Linked DNA regions of Gossypium hirsutum: region 1 is linked to region 2. Evidence: chromatin contacts called from public Hi-C data. All regions are on one chromosome and are shown on one strand. The core of a region is the stretch at or near the end of the contact, and the rest is flanking DNA. Distances in the headings are between cores, read along the strand shown. Region 1 holds the start of LOC107948340 (WRKY transcription factor 44). Region 2 holds the start of LOC107948338 (pentatricopeptide repeat-containing protein At5g02830, chloroplastic).

Evidence for each region. Hi-C and Micro-C count contacts between places; a contact is called where the count stands out from the background.
Region 1: a Hi-C map of leaf shows a contact between it and region 2, with 2.8 times the contacts expected there. The contact joins the promoter of LOC107948340 here to the promoter of LOC107948338 in region 2. A contact is called at or near these places in 8 of 34 Hi-C or Micro-C datasets (fibers, leaf, petal and 1 more).

Annotation. Positions count from the first base shown.
Region 1 is chrA04:69,639,943-69,642,669 of Gossypium_hirsutum_v2.1, forward strand. It overlaps LOC107948340 (WRKY transcription factor 44), which reads left to right and starts at 1,282. Exons shown (of 7, transcript XM_016882843.2): 1 at 1,282-1,629; 2 at 1,753-1,832; 3 at 2,588-2,727. The coding sequence starts at 2,693.
Region 2 is chrA04:69,386,528-69,389,227 of Gossypium_hirsutum_v2.1, forward strand. It overlaps LOC107948338 (pentatricopeptide repeat-containing protein At5g02830, chloroplastic), which reads left to right and starts at 1,444. Exons shown (of 12, transcript XM_016882842.2): 1 at 1,444-2,210; 2 at 2,426-2,513; 3 at 2,656-2,700. The coding sequence starts at 1,622.

The sequences.
Region 1 (2,727 bases), core at 32-2,531, 250 kb after region 2:
TGGTCACCAAATACCATATGGGTTCAATTGCTCTTTACCATCAAGTCAGAATGAATGACAAGATCTATTCCATCACAAACATTCTTGCCCTATTGAAGACATCCACCCCATGTGTTCCACAATGATAGTTTAATTGCAAGTTCAATACGTTAACATCATCCTACATGGGACCCTCGCCTATAAATACCCCTAGGAACGATGAAGAAAGGATCGACACTCCAAGAATACCAAGACTATAGCCTATTAACTTACCTTCAACTCTCAATCTTAACACTCTCCTCACCTTTGTTCTTTGTAACCTTCATCTTTCCATCCCGATTGAGTGAACTAGCTACCTCAGCAACCACCACTCTCTCCTCCATATCTCTTTTTTCTTATACCACTATATCAACAAATTATCTTTTTTGTTAAATTTGAGTATGTGTTAAATATTAAAATGTCACATATTTAATTTTAATAAAAATTCTTTGCCAATGTTGTCAATTGCACTCTAAACAAGTAAAAAGACAAAAATGTTAGTAAATAATAAAAAATGATTAAATTTCAAAAGTTTGAAGATTACAAGAATCAAGAACATATTTAGACTTAAAATTTATTGTTATGTATAATATTTAAAATTAAAGCATTGTTTAAGGTTAGTTTACTATTGATGATGAAAAGTGCTATAACAAAAAGCTTTTGAAAAATTTGATGGTGTTTACCATTGTTGTCAAAAAATACTTTTAAGAAAATAGAATGACAATTTTAGACATGTTATAAAATAGAAGACTTAATGATAAAAAGTTAACTTCATTAACAAGTACTATTCCAAAAGCCCAAAAAAACTAAAAATTTTGATTTTTTTTCTTGAGTTAAAATTTCAATTTAAAATCAAGGTTTGGTTCGAAAAATACTTTTCAATCTCAATGGTAAACACACACTTAGTTCGTCAATGAACTTGGCAATTTTTTCAATTTAGTTTTTAAACTCTTTTTTTATCTACATTAATCTTAGAACTTAGCATTTTTTTTTTCTAATTTTGATCCGTGTGATGATATGTCATTTGATATTATCCACATCATCATCTAAAAATTATAACTTTTATAAAAAAAAATTTAAGTGATGTATGACACAATGTCAAATTGCCAAATCTTCATATGGACCAAAAATGAGAAAAGTTGTCAAATTTAGGGATTCATGTGTAAAAAAAGTTTAAGGACCAAATTGAGAAAAACTGTCAACTTCAGGGACTAAATGTTCCCTTATCCCTAATATTTATATTAAAACAGCCTTAATATTTCGTAAAAATAAAAACACTTCAGTAATATCAGCGACTTTTCCTTTTTTTTTTTTTCCTCTCCTTGGTCAAGAAAACAATGAACTCCCTCACATTCTCAGTTTCAGACACAAAACAGACATTGAAGATCTCATCTTTTTCCCCCGTCTGAAAACAAATGCGTTACTCAAAGAAATCGAATTCAGCTTAAACCCTTTTGTTCTTTTTTTTTTTTTGGTCTCCAAAGCTATTTCTCTTTTGGTTCCTTTAGTAAGTTCAAGAACAGACAGGAAAACATCATTTCTTGTATATATTCATTAAACAAAAGCACGCTGCTTCATCTGTTAACTGGTTAGGGTTTCTTGTTATTGGAGGTCAAGTTCTTTGTGTTTCAGAGTTCTGTCATGATTCTTTTTTCCTGCTAAGGAAGAAGTTTCTGAATTATAAAGTTATGTTGTTTTCATTTTCCTCATTGAATTCCTTCGTCAATCATGCAGACTGAGCTGAAAGGATTGGAATTTAATGAGATTTCATGGAAGCAAAAACAACTTGCTAATTTGTGACATATCTTATTCTGGTCAGTTCTCATTTTCTTTAGCTCTATTATTACTTTTTGGTGTTGTGTTCATATACAATTTACTTGATAATTTTTAGTTAAACTTTCAGATTTCCCCCTTTTTTTCTGTTTGTTAAAAATGCTATTTTGGGGGCTTTGGTTTTTCTTTTAGGACCTTTTTTTTTCTCTACTTACTCCAAATGCTGTTAAACTGCTTTTCTGTAAAATCCTAAACATTTTCTCTTTTTCCCCTTATTTTTCTTCATAATGCTAGATGGGATAGTTTACTTTTCCCAGAAATAAAAACAATAAAAAAGAGAAGAAGATATGAGTTGATATCAAGATGGAGATTATTTTTATTGTATCTTGATCCATGGTCATGATGGAAATAAAAAGAAATCTTAATTTATGGTCAGTAATTTTCTGGGTTGTAGCCAATACTTGATTCAGAAATCCTTAAATTTAGGGTCCTAATGACCAGTGAACAAGATTATCAATTAGCCAAAGACTTATCTTCTAAATGGTATTAAGGTGAAGCCTTTGTTATTGTTTTATTAAATTGGACTAAATTGTTTTGTTTTGTTTTTTCAGAAAAAAAAAAAAGGTTCAGTCATTCAATTACATTCAAGTATGAGTAGATCTTTATGTCTTGTCCTAGTTTTACTGCTGAGATGTTCTGCAGTTTTGTCTCTAACTTGTTCTGCAAACACAAACACATATCCATGCAACTTTCTTTCCTAACATTTCTTCTGTTTATATAACCCTGCTGCTTATAGGTCTAATATGTTGGTTTTGAGCTTAATTGAGGTCAAGGAGTGGTATATATTGGGTTTCCAAGGCACATTATGCTAAAGTGAAATATAATACACACAATTACTGAAATGGAGGTTAAAGAAGCAGAGAGGATAGTCATAGC
Region 2 (2,700 bases), core at 194-2,693:
TTGGCGAACATTCCAAATCTGATTTGTCCTTGGAAAACTCCTTTTTCTTACTATAGTCCGAAAGAATTGTTGACATCTCATCAGTTAGGTTAACTAATGAGGACTCATGCCACTATAGCGGACTAAATCTTATTTTACCCTACACTTGGGTTGAAAAGTTGTTTGGATTACTTCCCCGTAATAGCCATATTTGCAATACCTTACTTTTAAGGTGTAACACATCCGCCTAAGCTACTATTTGAGTTTACGGTTTCTCTTATATGATAGTTCCCTAGGAACTAACTCTATGGCAGGTATACTCACAATAGATTCTCCTCAAAGAGGAATAGTCTTAACAAACATAACTATCACTTGGATAATCCGTATAAGTACCCCTTTCTGGGGGTTCTTAATGGCGAATCCTTGTTTGCAATCTCCGGATAAATCCTCTTTCGTTAGATGAAACAAAGTATATTTTTTTCCCGAAATTCTTGAGTTTTGAAAATATTATTAAACTTTTTTTCCATTTTTTCAAATTTCAATCCAAACAATTAATTTTTTCTTTCTAATTTTAATGTGATGGTTATTTTATTTAGGGTGAGCAAAACTCGATTCAACTCGATTTTTTTTCAAATTTTGAGTTAAACAAATTGACTTATTCGAGTCAACTCAATTTTTTTTTCGAATTTCGAGTTCAAATCAAGTTGAATTTTTGAACTCAAATAATTCAAATAAACAAATACCAAACTATAATATTTTACATTTTTATCTCAAATCCTTAAACCTTTTTAGTTTACTCCAAAACTTTTACTCCCCTCCCATCTCACCTCCCGTCTATCTAAACCATTTTTCTCTCAAATTTTTTTGAATATTTTCCCCCCAAAGTTTTACTCCTCCATTTACTTTCCCCCCAAAATTTTACTCCCCAAATTCCCAAAACTTTTTATTTTCCTCTAAATTTTTACTTCTCACCTTTTACCCCCAAATTAAAAATCAAAGTCATCCAAAAAATCCCTAAACCTAATAATAATTTTATTTATATCTACAATATATATTATTAAATTAAATTTCACATTTTATACTATTTACATTATTGAATTATTTGATCATATTGAATCTTTATAAATTTCTAAAAATTAAATTATTAATGATATAATAAAATATTCGTATTAAAATTTTATGTTATATCAATTTCACATTTTATATTTAAGATAGCTTTTATTAAAAATTCATATTTTTTATATTTAATATGTTTTTTAATTTTAAAATACTTAGTGACAAGAAAAATAGTTAAAACAACTAAACAACTAAAGAAGTAAACTTGTATATAAAATATTAATAAATAAATTATGAGATTAAAAGTTAATAATAAATTTAATTATAGTTGGTGATAATGGTTACAAAGAATTAAATATTTTTTTTAATTTAACTAGAAATTTCAAATTAAGTTAAAAGATATAATTCATCACCCTAATTTTTAATTTCATCACCCACCCCTGAAACACAAAACAATTGGCTCATAAACGTTCACTAAAGATTGAAAATACCTGCCTTTCAAATTCAATCCATACCAAAGAAAATATCCATGGAAGAGCAGCCAAGTGAACTCACCGCAACTGTAACCTCACTTCCTTAGCCAAGAATGAAGGATTTTGTTGTCATCCTTGGCAGTTCCTCCATTTCCAGCCCTCCAACTCCCACCAATCTCCACCACCATCACCGCCACCGCTCTTCAACCAAGAAAACCAACTCTTCTTTCCGCAAGCTTTCTCCTTCAAGAAAACAATGCCATCCTGTCTCTCCTTCAATCCCCACCGTCCACTCTCATCAACACCCTTACCCTCTCCTCTCCTCCACCGCCCGATGGAACCACGCTTCCCTCCGCGACTCCCCGCTCAAGTACTACGCCGACCTCGCTTCGAAGCTGGCGGAGGATGGCCGTCTCGAGGACTTTTCAATGACGGTGGAGATGGTCGTTGCTTCGGGGGTTAATGCTTCGCGTTTCGCATCTATGTTGAGTGTTGAGCTTGTTTCTAAAGGGATTGCTTCGAGTGTTCAAGAAGGGAAAGTTAAAAGTGTTGTTCAAGTGTTGAGGAAAGTTGAGAAGCTTGGGGTTGCTCCTCTGAAGTTGGTTAATGAGTCTGGTTTGGATTCGTTGAAAAGGGGGTTTCAAAGGATTTTGGGTTCTGGCGAAGTGGAGGAAGCTGTTGATTTGTTAGAGGCTCTAAGAGGTAACCTTTGACCAATGAGCATTTGCTGCTTTATTCTCATTAATACCCAAATGTAAATCATATCATAATTCCTTAGAAACAAACAAACAATTGTACTAGATGTCAGTGCTTGTATGCAATGAGTTTCTCATGCTTGGAAGATTTTAGGTGTGTGTTTAGTTACTTTGTGTTTTAGAGGTTCCTTGTATTGCTTGACAGATGTTTTATTGATTCAGATTTTCAATTCACAATCAAGGAACTAGTGAATCCATCATACATTGTCAAAATCTGTGTTGATAAACGAAACCCAAACCTGGCAATAAGGTATGAGTTCTTGCTTCCTTTTTGTTTGTTCTCTGTAGGTCTCAATTTTATCAAACTCTGTAGCTTCAATGAATTCAAAGGTGAACACTTTTTTACAATTTTTGATTGGCCTATTCTAATTCTTGGAATGTTTACATTTAAGGTATTCTTGCCTGCTGCCACATGCCCATATGTTGTTCTGTAGCAT